Regions from separate parts of the Danio rerio genome. Here all the other regions are linked to region 2. A link is a contact called in public HiChIP or PLAC-seq and Micro-C data. All regions are on one chromosome and are shown on one strand. Each heading gives the region's core, a stretch centred on a gene start, on an enhancer-like site or on the middle of the called end of the contact. The rest is flanking DNA. Distances are from core to core; before and after follow the strand shown. Region 1 has its middle 46 kb from the start of esr2a. Region 2 holds the start of jag2b (jagged canonical Notch ligand 2b). Region 3 has its middle 71 kb from the start of esr2a. Region 4 has its middle 25 kb from the start of nudt14.

Region 1 (3,365 bases), core at 815-3,314, 160 kb before region 2:
TTTGGCATAAAACACAAATAAATATTTTTGGCAACATTTTAAACTGTGTAACATACTGTAAGACTGGCTTTGTGGTCCAGGAACACATTTGACTTCAATGCTAAAAAAGATTATGATATTGATCTGCAATCTCTGCATGAACTGAAGAGGGCATCAACACACAACAAATGGCTCTGTTCACCAACAGTGTCTCTTCCAACTAGTTTACTTTCAAATCTGGGACATGCTTCCTTAGGGAGCAACTTCATGAAAAGCTCTTAGCAAATAAATGTGAGAAGAAACCAGACATTTAATCAACCACACCCCTTACACTAAATATGATTAAACTATTATGCTAATTATCCTACACTATATAACCTACAAAGTTTGAGATCATACAGATTGTGTTTTTAAAAAATGCTTGTTTCAACAGAAATACATCAAAAAAGTAACATAGTACATTTTATTTTAGTAGTGAAATTCTTTATATTTTTCTGCTCACTTTATCTTGATGGTCCATTTGAGTATTATTAGACTGTCTGCTTAATATCTGCTGATACTGCTCCTTTAGCAGACATTTAACTGACTATAAGAAACTTTGCAAGTACATGTCAACTAACACTAACCCTAACCCTAACCTAACATTCTACTACTAATCTAATGAGATTAGCAGGCATGTAAATGTAATGTAACTTAAATTCAACAAACGACCATCAAAATAAAGTGTCACCGTTTTTCCTCACACATTTTAAAATAGTATTTATTTTAGGTGATTTAAATTAGAATTTTCAGCACATGATCCTTCATAAATAATTTTTATCAGTGATTTTCTGCTCTGTTACAATTAATTATTACAGTTGCTTAGTCGTAAATGACTGACATCTGTGACTAAAACCATTATACAGTCTTTGAAACAGAAATTTAAAAACAACAGCATTCATTTGAAATAAAATATTTCATGAGTTGCCACATAGATATCTTTACTGTCACTTTGATTTGAGGCCTTAAAAAATAAATTATTTCTTTAATTGCCCTTTTGAACCCATTTTTTGAATCATATTTTTAAAAGGTATTGTATGTAGGCATGGGCCGGTATAAGATTCTGACGGTATAACCTTGGATAAAAATTATCACGGTTTTAAGGTATTGCGATTACTGCTCTAATAATGCTCTTTTTAAATATCTGGGTAAAAAAGCTAAAACTTTTTTCCGCTTTAAACACAATGTATTTTATTTTGAGAAACATTTAAAATATTTTGGAACAGTAAACCTTATTGACTTATTGAATTATTGACTTCTGCTGTCTTTATTAGTTTTTAAAAACAGATTTTTATTTCAATTTAAAACGGCATTTTTTGGATATTTTTTTTTCTGCTGGAGATACTGTTGTCCTAAAAAACGAAATAAAATAAAAAAACGTAAATAAAAAATCGTAAACATACCTTATAAATGGTTTTGCAGAAAATTTCGATGTTTTTAAAATTTTGACTTTTCCAAACCGCGGTATACCTTGAAAACGGTTATTGTCCCATGCCTAATTGTATGATGGTTTCCATAAATATATAAAGCACCACAACCATTTTTAACATTGATAATCATAAGAAATGAACTGAGCAACAAAATAAAAACTGACTAATTACTAAAGCATTACATGATGCATAAGACTAAAGTAGTGATGTTGAAATTTGCATCATAAACTATATTAAAATAGAAAACATAATATAATAAAGTTATTGTGAACTCAAATAATATTCAAAAATGTATATATTTTTATGTAATAAATTGTGCCTTGATGAGCAGAAGAAACTTCTTTCAAAAAACAAAATGAGTATATGTTATATGGTAGATTAAGCTAATTTGATACCACACACACATAATGTTTCCTCCACATCTTATCAGTTATGAGTAAAGCAGTAGCAGGTAGGCATGTTTTCTCCACCCGAGGGCATACAGAACTGTACTGTATTTGCTGAGTGAATGGAGACTCAAATGGAGCCATCGGGTGTTTTCTGGCTCCTGTAGAGACAGGCCAGGCTGACGTGAGAGAGAGAGAGAATGAGAGAGAGACAGAGGGTGTGCCAACACAATGCCTACACGCCCTGCACAGGACCGGCACGCGTCAGCTACACCGCAGCCGCTGCGCCCTCACCGTCATCTACTAAACCACAGGCCTTGAGGCTCAGGCTTGCCTTCTGATCGCTTTACTCTCTACCTTGACATGACTAACATTTACTTGAAGAAAGCAAACACAATTGGCTGGGCTTTTAACTGAGTGGCACCACAGTTTCTGAGGCTTAATAAGAAGCACATGGTGGTAAATCTGGAGTTTAAGTGCTTCTTTTGCTGTGGTATGACTATCTGTCTATATATACAGTGGTATAGCAGCCATTGGCGCTGTAGTCTGGCTCCATCAGTGCTATAAAAATTTCATGAAACACTTTGAGTTCATACAAAAATGAAAATAAGTGACACACAAATGACAATATTTCTTTTGGGGTCATTTTTCGTTTAAATAGTGAAGGTTAATGAAGGTTTAAAACTCCACTATGGTCATACAGTTTGAGTCAAAAACCACTGAAAAACTTGTTAAAATATTGGTCACACTTTACGATAATATTAAAGTTTGTTAACATTACTTAATTACTATAGCTAACATGAACTAATCATGACAATTTGGATACTTTGAAGGCATTTATTAATTTTAATTACTTTAATTTTAACATTAACCAAAAAAAATAAACTTTTCAATAAACCTCAGTATATTAACATTAGTTATTTAATATCTGTTATCACACTGCAAAAAAAAATTATATGATCAGGACAATTTGCACTTACTGGCCACTTTATTAGGTACACATTACTAGTACAGGGTTGGTCCTACTTTTTTCTTCAGAACTGCCCTTATCCTTTGTGGCATAGACTTAACAAGGCACTGGAAATATTCCTCCGAGATTTTGGGCCATATTGACAGGAAAGCATAACGCAATTGCTGCAGATTTGTCGGTTGCACATCCCTGATGTGAATCTCCCGTTTCACCACATCCCAAAGGTGCTCTATTGGATTGAGATCTGGTGACTGTGAAAGCCATTTGAGTACAGTGAACTCATTGTCATGTCCAAAAAGTTCAAAATGATATGCGCTTTATAACAGCACGTTATCCTGCTGGAGGTAGCCTTCAGAAGATGGGTATACTATGGTCATAAAGGGATAGACATGGTCAGCAAAACTACTCAGGTAGGCTGTGGCGTTGGCATGTTGATGCTCAATTAGTAATATTGGGCCCAAAGTGTGGCAATAAAATATCCACACACTATTACACCACCATCACCAGCATGAAACGTTGATACAATCAGAATGGATCCATGCAATCATACTGTTGACACAA
Region 2 (3,628 bases), core at 289-2,788:
AGTCTACCTAAACCGCCTTGTATATTCTCTTATGCTACCAAAACAAGATGTACAACTAAGCAGATTTGTAACACAGCCAATTAAAACAAACTATTCTGTTAGAAAGTATCTTTTAAAGCTTCCGCTTGACAGGATGACAGACTTAAGTCACCATTCACTTTCAATCAATATTTCTTCGAGTAAATAACAATATTATCTAATTACTTCGTGTTTCTAAAATAAATAACCAACACAGGTGGGAAACAAGGTGACCAAGTAGCAGAATTTCCATTCAACAGTGAGCTATCTCTTTAAGAGGTGCGTGTCACCTTAAATGCACCTTCAAGCAGCCCGTTTCAAACACGCAGAGCAAAGTGAGTGCCCTACAGATGAAGCAGTCACAGAAATAACAGAAAATCGTTAAAAGACAGCAGCCTACACGCCCCACGATTAAAATAGAGACCCTGTCATCACCCTAACAATATAGTGCACTCAACTTCCGAGCAGTGACAGCTCACCGCGGCGCGTTTTTTTATTACAGCCCATGGAGAAGACGAGGACTCACCGGCCAGGCGAAGTGAAAAGGGATGATGATCTTTCCCACGTCGCTCGTTTTGCTGGGGCTGTTTTTTGCGGTCTTAAAAGAAATTATATTTCCACCAAGAACGTCGGTAGATCCAGAGCCGAAGGTGCACTGTCCAGTGGTGGTGACTTCAGACTGGTACTCCTTCAGACACACTTTAAAGTAAGTATCGCACTCGTCCCGCACGCAGCGCTGGTCTTGAGAGTTCCGCGTGCTGTCGCAACATTCCCCGTCCCACAACTCACCGTTTACATTTTCTACAGCAATCAGCTGCAGCTCAAAATAGCCAGAGGACTGGGACACCTAAAAATACATTGAAAAACAGAAAGACAAATAAATAAACAAACAAACAGAGCAATCATAATGCTGATTGTGCATTACAGAAATGCAGATAAATCTGTGCTAATGTTAATTTGAGGGAATGTGTCGCGTGCGCTTGTGCATTCAAGTCTCCAGAGAATCAGTCTACAATTTTGCAAACCTGTTATGCGGATGAGATGAGAAAATCGGCTTTATTTCATACAATATCCTATAAAACTGATCCACCCGTGCTTTTAATGAGGAATCGTGTTTCAAGTTAACATTTCTTACATCTGACATTTCCAAATGCACGCGCACATGTGGCTGCGTAATTCAAATATCGATCACTTTAAGCAGAAACGGTTGAAATCGTCTGCCCACACCCATCAACTTTTGCCTCCTGATCAGTGCTACGGCAATTAAATCGATCTGCAACACTAATAACAATCAGAGCTCTCACCTTCGTCCACATCGTTAACAGCAGGCACGCGATTGGGAGCCAATTCCTAATCCTGATACAATTCCACATGCCGCCGATTTGATGTGTTATAAACGCAAGATGGAAAACGGCCGATGACCGGCGACAGGATCCTCCGTTCCTGACATGCAAAAATTCACGAGCGTGGTGTGTTTGCGCGGTGATGGTCTGTGCTGATCTCTCCCTCGGTCTGATCACTTCACGGCAAATGATATGTTTCACGGCTACCACACGCCTGAGGAGATCTCGCGTGATTGACAGCTGGAAGGGCCAATCAGTATCCCCCCTGCTGATGCGGTTGGCCAATCGCCACTCGGGGGCGGAGCCTGGCCAAAAAACTTACGAGCTCTATTCCCTCTGTTTCACAACGAGCAATTAAACAGCGTGCTTTCTTTTCTGTCAGGAATTTGGATATTTGTAATGCGTAATTTGCAGAATTAGTATTTTTATCACGTTAATGATTTCTAAACACACAGTGATGACCAGACTACAAATATAACAGAGATGTCGCATTTAAAGTGCCCACATGTTGACTAGAAATGTGTATATATTCTCAAGAATATTTTCTTACATTTTAATAGACACTATGTTAACGTTTGTTCATTTGTTTCATTTGTTTACTGTACCATTGTGGCACATTTATTAAAACAATAGCAACTATGGTAAACAAGAATGAAATTGCTTTATGAATGGAAGTGCTTTAAATTGTCATTTAAAATTGGCATTATATGTGGAAACCACAAAACCAAGAAAATTAGCCTTGAAAACCTCAAAAAAGCTGTATATCCCCGCTGATGTCCTGATGCGTGCTCAGCCTGCTAGTGTGATTTGCCACAGGTGAGAGCGCCCTCTACTGTACATCCTCGCATTGACCTCGAAAGAGACATCCTAACAAGATGAAGACAAACTTTGAAAAACATTTACAAGCAAAATCTCAACATCTAATTAATTTATATAAGTTCCTATTACCTTAGCATCCAATGTAGTAGTTCTCAATCTTGCTGGAAATGTTCAAAATAGTCTAATAAAACATCTGAAAACCAATCAAGTATCTAAAACAAATCTAAATACATCTTGGGCTGGTTTTACATGCATTTTGGGCATTTTCCATTTGGTTGCCAACCAGCTAAACCAGCTGAACATCAGCTTGGCTAGGCTGGTAGACCAGCTAGACCTGCTTGTCCTCGATTGTACCCCAACAACGCACTTTTTTTTCTTTCTGTCTCTCTTTCTTACACTTTATTTATATCAGAATCTTGTTAATAAAAGCCTCAAGTCCTGAACTGAGTGTCAGAAAAGTGTATTCTTTACTGGTATAAATATTAATTTATATCCGATTTGGTTAGAGTAAAACAAACTCTGATGAGATTGCTCTGTTGCTGTGGTTCACTGTGGAATAAACTGGTACACTGCCATGCAAACCATGGAGCAAGCCATAAAGCAGACTGAATGTACTTTAATAAAGAATGTTCCAGTACACTTACAAAGTGTGTCTGAATATGAATTCAACATGAACCAATGACACCTACAGTACATAAAACAAAAGCATGATGTCACAAGCTGCAACTATAAAAGGACAGAATGCTCAAGCGCACCTGTTTTTTTCTCCTTATAGACATGATGTTGCCTATGACAGGCATCAGAAACACATCCCCTTGCTGCAGAATTTTATTTATTTATTTTTTGTGCATGCATGAATTTGTCCCTGGCTCTGTTTTGAGTCCTTAACAATTTCTCAAAACTTCACAACATACTGCACATCAGATTTAGCACAGCAGCCAGCATTATGTTTGGCATTTGGTAACTTCCTTTGCAAAACATACATCATTAAAATATGTTTTTTTTTGTATCTTTCATTTCAGTCAATAAATTACATTGTAAATGTTAAGTCAATGTTTTCATTTCTCTCTCTCTCTCTCTCTCTCTGGTCCAGGTGAATTAACTTACCGGTGTAAACACAATGTCTACAAAGCCCATAACTTGCATGTTTTTATGAATGGTGTGGAGAAAAGTAGCTTGGCTGAACAGCAGTTCAATACCACCAAAGTACTTTCATTTCACAAAAAAAAAAAAAAAAGGCGTCTTTGTTTTTTGGCTTTGGGTTGCATGGTGACTCAATAGTTAGCACTGTTCTCACAGCAAGAAGGTCACTGGTTTGAGTCCTAGCTGGGCTAGTTGGCATTTCTGTGTGGAGTTTGGATGCTCTCCCCATGTTCGCATGGGTTTCCTCCGAGTGTTACGTTCCGGTTTTCCCAACAGTCCAAAGACATGAATGAATGAATGAATGA
Region 3 (3,326 bases), core at 742-3,241, 130 kb before region 2:
ACATATTGTCACCTTGGAACTATAAGGTTCTATCTGTGTTCTGAATGATTTTGAGATATTGAGCTTTAACGTTTTTGCAATCCATATAGCAAACAGTATGTGTGCAAATTAGTTTAAAAAAAGTCTTAAAATGTAAACAATAAGTTGTCATTAAATAAGAATATGTCAATAACTCAATTTTAACAAAAAAAAATGTCAGATAGAAGCTTATAATTCTAAAGTGACGATATGGTAAAACAACACTAGTATTATTAGGCCTATGTGTAGCTCTACTGTTGCTTAAAATGCTAAATTTTGTACAGTCATTATGGTGGACTTAAACAGACTTTTAAAATGTCCTGTTTGTTAAATCACAGTAAATGATTTTAAATCATAATACAACTATTCATTATTATAAAATTGATTTATTATAATTAAAAAATAATAAATAAAAAGTTTGAGACTTATGCTGGTCATTTGTCATTGACAGCATTATTAGACCATTTGTTTTCACTGGTAAAATCAGACATTTGTCATTCTCAGATTTCTTCTTGTATTATATTCAACATTATTAGTAGCTGACACTGTAAAACATTAATTTTCATGCACAACACTTTGTGTTCGCTATGAAAGAAAAAATATATCAAATGCTTGTCATAATCATAACCATAAAATGCATTATGATCATTTAAATGATGTGCGGCCAGTTTCATTTTCACTTCCTAGTGTTTACTCTACACTGAGAGCTACTTTTGATAAATTTAGAATCATATCCAAACCACTTTGAAATTATGTTATTTTAAAATAGTTGTTATTCTTTTATTCTCAAGACTGATTGAAACTCGTAGCCAATCATATTCCTACAAAACTTATTGATGACATAGATCATTTTGAATGATCACACTTTATTTGTTTGATGAATGTAAGTTACAATGCATCTACATGCCAACTAATTCTCATTAGATTATAAGTAGACTGTTGTTAGGTTGGGGTTATGGTTAAGGTTAGTGTAAGTTGACATGTACTTGCAAAGTTTCTTATCGTCAGTTACATGTCTGTTGAAGGAGCAGTATCAGCAGATATTAAGCAGACAATCTAATAATACTTAAATGGACCATCAAAATAAAGTGTTACCCCTTTTAATTCCTACAATAGATGTGCAAACATTCTTCAAAATATATTTTGTGGTCAACAGAAAAAAATAATTCAAACAAGTGTGTAAAGGTAAGTGGTGTAAATGTTCGTTTATGGGAGAACCCTTTAACGTGAACATTTATAGCCATGCAAAACACATTAAAAGATCGATTCACTGACACCACAGAGGCGTGCAAGAGGATTTCAAGAATCTGACATCAACATTAACTGTCAGACAAACCATTCAGAAACCCTAAAGCATGCGTACATGCCGTCAAACACACATAGAGGATTTAAATAGACCAAGATGGACAAATACAACTCCATTTTGAAAAAACATTCCAACCGTCCCAGACGTGACGCAGGGATCACCGTTACGTCTCCGCTATCCCAGCTGCCCATCTACATTTCACAGGGAAGTCAACAGCGTATACATGTACCCTTTGAGCTCGGTGTCATGCTCTTGGTAAGAATTATAGGTCACAACTGCTTCCTCTCGCAGGTTCAATCAATAGCGTGACCCTCTGTTCTTGGGGGTTTTTCATGAAAGCTTTATAAGGCTGAACAGAATCACCCCTTCCCCCAGTTAAGAAACCCGTCCCTCGAGGCGTAGGCTTGGGCTTATTCAAGACTTCTTTCAGATCTTACGGGACGTGTCTCGCTGCGTTGAACAAACAGATGTGTTCCATGTCTATCATCAGGAGTAAATGGGCCATATGCTTGCGCCGGCCTACAACCTGACATGTTAAAATGGCTTCTTGACATATTCTTCGGTTGAGCTCCGGTCCCCGTGTTTGATTGATAGCCACAGTCCCTGTGATTTGAATCGTCTCCGACAGAGCCAAGGCTCCTGGGGAGGCAGGGGTCAGAGTTCAGGCTGGGCTCTATGTGCCGTTACACTTCAACGGTGCGTCTCTGAGGATCTGGGCAGCGGGAGAGGTCACACGTCACCCCATGAGGTCACTGTGGGACAGTGCGGGCCATATACATGCATTCCCTCCTTTTCACAAACTTCTGTATTGGTGGTTCTTATAACAGCATGGCTCAAGGTCAATTTGGTCTTATTGTCCACCTGTCCTGCTCAAAAGAGCATGTAGAAATCAGTCAGTGGAACATATATGGAAAGAAAATTAAGAGAGCACTTGAAAATTCCTCTGATTTACAATTTATAGATCTTTATGTGTTGGAGTAAAATGTATTTTTTTGTTTTATTCTGTGAACTACTGATGACATTTCTCTAATTTATTATAAAAATAATTTATTATTATTTTTTTGTAAAATGTCAAAAAGGTGCCATGCTTTCAGATATGTTTATATTCAAATTTACACACAAAAAATGCCAATGTTTTTACTTCAGAAGAATTAAAAAAATTAATATTTGGTGGAATAACCCTGATCACAACTTTTGTTATTTGGGAAAATGTAATTTTTCTCAGAGAAATGCTCTAAATGACATTATTTTATATGAAAATGTGATGAAATGTTTTAGACCATTTCAACAACAATAAAACAATAAAATAATTCTCATAATGCATATTGAGTAAATCCAGCTTATTTAGAGTCACAATAAAAAATAAGTTGATATACACAACCGATCAAAAGTTTGGGGTCAATATTTTTTTATTATTAATTGTATTTATAATTTAAATAAAATCATTCTGTTTATCAAAGGCGGCATTTATTTAATGTCATTTTTTTCATTGTTAAATATTTAATAAATATTTATTTATTACTTATTGTTTATTTTTATTTTTTTCAACCTAGTCCCTTTATTAATCTGGGGTCGTCACATTGGAATCAACTGCATTGAATCCAGCATATGTTTTAACGCAGCGAATGCTCTTTCAATCGCAACCCAACACTGGAAAACACCCATACACTCTTGCATTCACACACATACACTACGGACAATTTAACTTATTACTTATTGTATGTAGTCAAATGAAATTATTATTACAATGTAAAATAATTATATGGCAAGGCAGTGGCGCAGTAGGTAGTGCTGTAGCCTCACAGCAAGAAGGTCACTGGGTCGCTGGTTCGAACCTTGGCTTAGTTGGCGTTTCTGTGTGGAGTTTGCATGTTCTCCCTGCCTTCGCGTGGATTTCCTCCAGGTGCTCCAGTTTCCCCCACAGTCCAAAGACATGCAGTACAGGTGAATTGGGTAGGCTAATTTGTCCGTAGTGTGTGTGTGTGAATGTGTGTGTGGATGT
Region 4 (3,640 bases), core at 666-3,165, 150 kb after region 2:
TTTATGATACATTAAAGAATATTAGATTTTTTATTTATTTTAACCACTTAATTTTAATTTACCAACATTACTAAGGCAGATAGTTTTAATAGTAAAAAACAAAAATATTTAAACAAATATCCCATAAACGTAAGTGTTAAAGAGACTCTTAAACTATAAAATACGTGTAATAAAAAAAAAAAAAAAAACGTGTGTGCAATGGTAAAGCGTAACTACTGAAATATCTAAGCAAACTTTAAGGTAGATCAACATCTGTAAGGTGTGAATAATAATGATACAGTAAACCTCAAACTCTGTAAAAAAAATTATGATAATCAAATCTGAGCTTTCAAGTAAAAGAACTAACCATCATTATTCAAATGCATTTTGCAACATTACAACTTGTTAAAAAATGCTAAAAAATCTTTCAGATGGGGTGCTAGTGGCTGGGATGCACAAGAAAAGAAACCAAAAAGCCACTCTGGCCACAACCTTTTCTATTTACAATCTCTTTACTTCTGCTAGCCACCGCACTCATTTTCCCATGTGTTGTTATTCTAACTTGAAGTGACAAGCACAAGCCCATGATTTCCTTCACCATATACAATTGATTTTGCGCTAGCGCTCCCCTGGCGTCTCTCGTAAATAGGCGACCTTCAAGCGTTTTACTCAGAGGATGATAAATGGAGAAACCATTGCTACCGCTCCAATGCAAGTTTAAAACGAAAAGTAAAAAGCACTGTAGTGTTTGGATGTGCTGTGTTTGTCTGCCGTTATTGCTGAAATGTGTACATACCATACAAAGTGTCAAGCAGATTGGTTAGTTCTACTTGCATGAGTCGCTGTGCATTCGTGGCATTCGAAAATGTTCAGATGTTTTTCAACTAGCGTCATGTGTGCGTCACTTGCACAACATGTGCACATTGCTCCCATACGTACGTCATTCAAGTCGCGCGCCTCCATTGGAAATGACAAACTTACACCCTAAGCTTACTGGCATTGCTTACAAGGCGCACTCTCAGCAGCCACATTTTAATTAAACTATAGCATTTCATACTGAAACTACATACCCAATCTTTTTTAATCGATATCGACAATAGTGTTCAGTCAATCAATATCAATACCGATTTTACCACCCAGTTCTAGCCACGCCTCCTTTTTAAAATCATACGTCTGAACTCATTCTTAAGAATTCATATGAATTAGCCACTAAACTGACAAAACATAAAATACTTACGTTTCCTCATGAGATCAGGCTGGATTAATCAGGGCCAAGAATAGCAAGTAAGAGTGAGTATATGGAATATAAATAATATATTACATTTTATAAAACAATGCACATTTAGAATGCATATACGAGGATGAAAAATAACTTTTTTAAAAGGGGTTCATTATATACCGTACAGTGGTCCTAACATTTGACAGCCCCCTCCACATAACCAGGATTTTCATCGTAGACCTGAAATAACCTTCATCAACAGCCTTTTTCCGCCTCCATGTATTGGCTGACACATAGGTTTGTTAATGATTATTCCACATCTCCATTGCGAACTAAAATAATAACAGTTCTCGGAATGTGCCGCAGTAGTAGGCCTGTTTGCTCCCTTTAACTAATCCCCACTGAAAAAGAGTTCCGCTCGACGGCGAACCGTGCACCTCCTCCTGCTCCTGACATGAGGAAACACATCCCATCATCAGCCGCCTACGCCTGCGCTTCTCCTCACGGATAAACCAGCTGCAAGCCTCCTCCAAACAACCCCAAAACAATGGCACTAGCAAGCCACATTCTCCTCCATTCGCCATTCTAGGCATAATCATTATTCAATACAGACTGCTTGGGCAAAGCCTAAACACGTCCTGTCATCTGACGGCTTAAGGCCCACTTATCATACACCGTCATGCTTGGAGGAGCCGAGAGTGAAGCCGAACGACGTTTCCAGTAAAGCCAACGGATCCTTGAGAGAGAGTAGGAGGACGGTATAATTGTGCAGAAATATGATCCGTGCTGTAACACTATCTTCCCAAAGTACAATGCGCTGATATAAGAGATTGTTGTCATCAGGGGAGGCAATTAAGTATAAAGAGGGAAGAAAAAAAGAAATAGGTGAAATGAACTATGGGGTATGTGGTGCTTCAGTGTCAGAATCAGTGGAATCGAAGCTCTCCTGGGAGGAAGGCGACTCCACTTCAAATAGGCCTTTCGACTGGTACTGTACTGTATATGGGAATGGCATTAGTTTTCTATTGAAGGAGTAGTGCAAGGGGAAATGAGAAACCACCATGACCTCTGCAAAACACTGTGTTTTTCTGAGAAACACATGATTTAAGGAATGTTTATGCTGTTTTAAAAACAATCACGGTGGCCCATAACTGGTTTCATGTTATTTTTAATATTTTTAGGCTTTTTAAATGCATTATGGGACCTTGATCTCTGCTCTATTAAAATAAATATAATGACATTTTTATTAGTTTGGAGTGATATATTGTCTGCGTTGGTCATGGTAATAATGGTATAGTGACCGATTGATGGGTTAATATGCTGCCTGTTCTTTTTCTGCTAATATTCTTTTTATTTTATGCATTGTTTCAGTCTAAAAATGGTCACAAAAGTCACTGTGCTTAACTTCAATTTTAAAAATTGTCAGAGGAGAGATCAAGGTCCTATGATGCAATTTAAAAGCATAAAAACAGCAATACCCATGAATCACAAGCTATGGAAAATTGTAAATAAACAGATTTTATTTTACAGTGTATAATGAAAACCACCAGTTCAAAATATATATATTTTTAAAATTAAATAAGCCTTTGAAATATATTTCATATTCTCAAGTCAAAAAATAGACCATAGATATTGGCAAATAAATGAGCTGTTTTCTGTTTTAATGTGTTTTCTGCATCATTACCGCAGTCTTCAGTGTCACATGACCCTTCAGAAATCTTTTTGATATGCTGAATTTTGGCAGCTGCAAGCATGCCTAATATTTACATGCAAATATTGATAGTTTTACTAAAAATTCTGTGAATTTGTGTTTTTATTTTCGATACTGATAAGAAAATTGATTATACAATTTTATGAAATTTAGAAAGAAAAAACATATAATCTGAGAATTACCAGTTTTAACCCAATTGTTATAGATGAGATCTAATGAATTCTTTTTAAATTTATTATAAAATATATTGGCATCTAACAAAATAATATCCAATCAACGATCACAAAGAAAAGCAATGAATAAATAAATAGTTTATTTGCTTAAACATTCATTTTAAAGAAAAGTGAGTCAATGGTGTGTGTCAGTGTACATGGGTCAGCACGTGTATGAACAAATTTCAGTCGAAAAGGTGTGTTTTTTTGATACTGAAATACCTTCATATATCATTTTACAATTTTCTAAAAGATTATACACCTAAAATCATGTCAGTCTGTCAATACCATAAATTTAAAAAGATAATTGATGCATTTAGAGTCTTATTTATAAAGTTTATGCTGTTTGCTAAAAAATCTATGCTTTGTTTGTTTGTTTTTTTTTTTTTTTAATAAATTATCATCTATCTCTTCCAGGTCAAAACGAACCTGAATGCTTTATAAGGATTCAAATATTAGAGCAGATGATCTATTTTAATACATTTAAACTGTGTAAGAAAAAGAGTGCAATATTATAAC

The links. A called contact is a pair of places that touch in the nucleus more often than the background predicts. HiChIP or PLAC-seq counts read pairs in DNA pulled down with a chosen protein or histone mark.
Region 1: a contact with region 2 is called in a Micro-C map of caudal fin, with 11 times the contacts expected there. The contact joins the enhancer-like site here to the promoter of jag2b in region 2. A contact is called at or near these places in 2 of 18 Hi-C or Micro-C datasets (caudal fin and an unstated tissue) and 3 of 4 datasets of contacts at active chromatin or transcription factors (caudal fin, embryo and gastrula embryo).
Region 3: an H3K4me3 HiChIP or PLAC-seq map of embryo shows a contact between it and region 2, with 6 times the contacts expected there. The contact joins the enhancer-like site here to the promoter of jag2b in region 2. A contact is called at or near these places in 6 of 18 Hi-C or Micro-C datasets (caudal fin, embryo, hematopoietic stem cells and 1 more) and 3 of 4 datasets of contacts at active chromatin or transcription factors (caudal fin, embryo and gastrula embryo).
Region 4: a contact with region 2 is called in a Micro-C map of caudal fin, with 9 times the contacts expected there. The contact joins the enhancer-like site here to the promoter of jag2b in region 2. A contact is called at or near these places in 5 of 18 Hi-C or Micro-C datasets (caudal fin, embryo, hematopoietic stem cells and 1 more) and 2 of 4 datasets of contacts at active chromatin or transcription factors (caudal fin and embryo).

Annotation. Positions count from the first base shown.
Region 1 is chr20:24,092,525-24,095,889 of GRCz12tu, reverse strand. No RefSeq gene overlaps it. Among named protein-coding and RNA genes, the nearest start is that of esr2a, 46 kb to the left of the region's middle. Within about 2 kb of position 2,064, at least 9 of the 62 cell types and tissues checked have an H3K27ac peak or open chromatin away from gene starts, as enhancers often do. A contact at or near this core is called in caudal fin, where this site is marked.
Region 2 is chr20:23,934,245-23,937,872 of GRCz12tu, reverse strand. jag2b (jagged canonical Notch ligand 2b) reads right to left here and starts at 1,538. Exons shown (of 26, transcript NM_131862.1): 1 at 1,323-1,538; 2 at 545-865. The coding sequence starts at 1,391.
Region 3 is chr20:24,067,421-24,070,746 of GRCz12tu, reverse strand. No RefSeq gene overlaps it. Among named protein-coding and RNA genes, the nearest start is that of esr2a, 71 kb to the left of the region's middle. Within about 2 kb of position 1,991, at least 16 of the 62 cell types and tissues checked have an H3K27ac peak or open chromatin away from gene starts, as enhancers often do.
Region 4 is chr20:23,786,531-23,790,170 of GRCz12tu, reverse strand. No RefSeq gene overlaps it. Among named protein-coding and RNA genes, the nearest start is that of nudt14, 25 kb to the left of the region's middle. Within about 2 kb of position 1,915, at least 6 of the 62 cell types and tissues checked have an H3K27ac peak or open chromatin away from gene starts, as enhancers often do. A contact at or near this core is called in caudal fin, where this site is marked.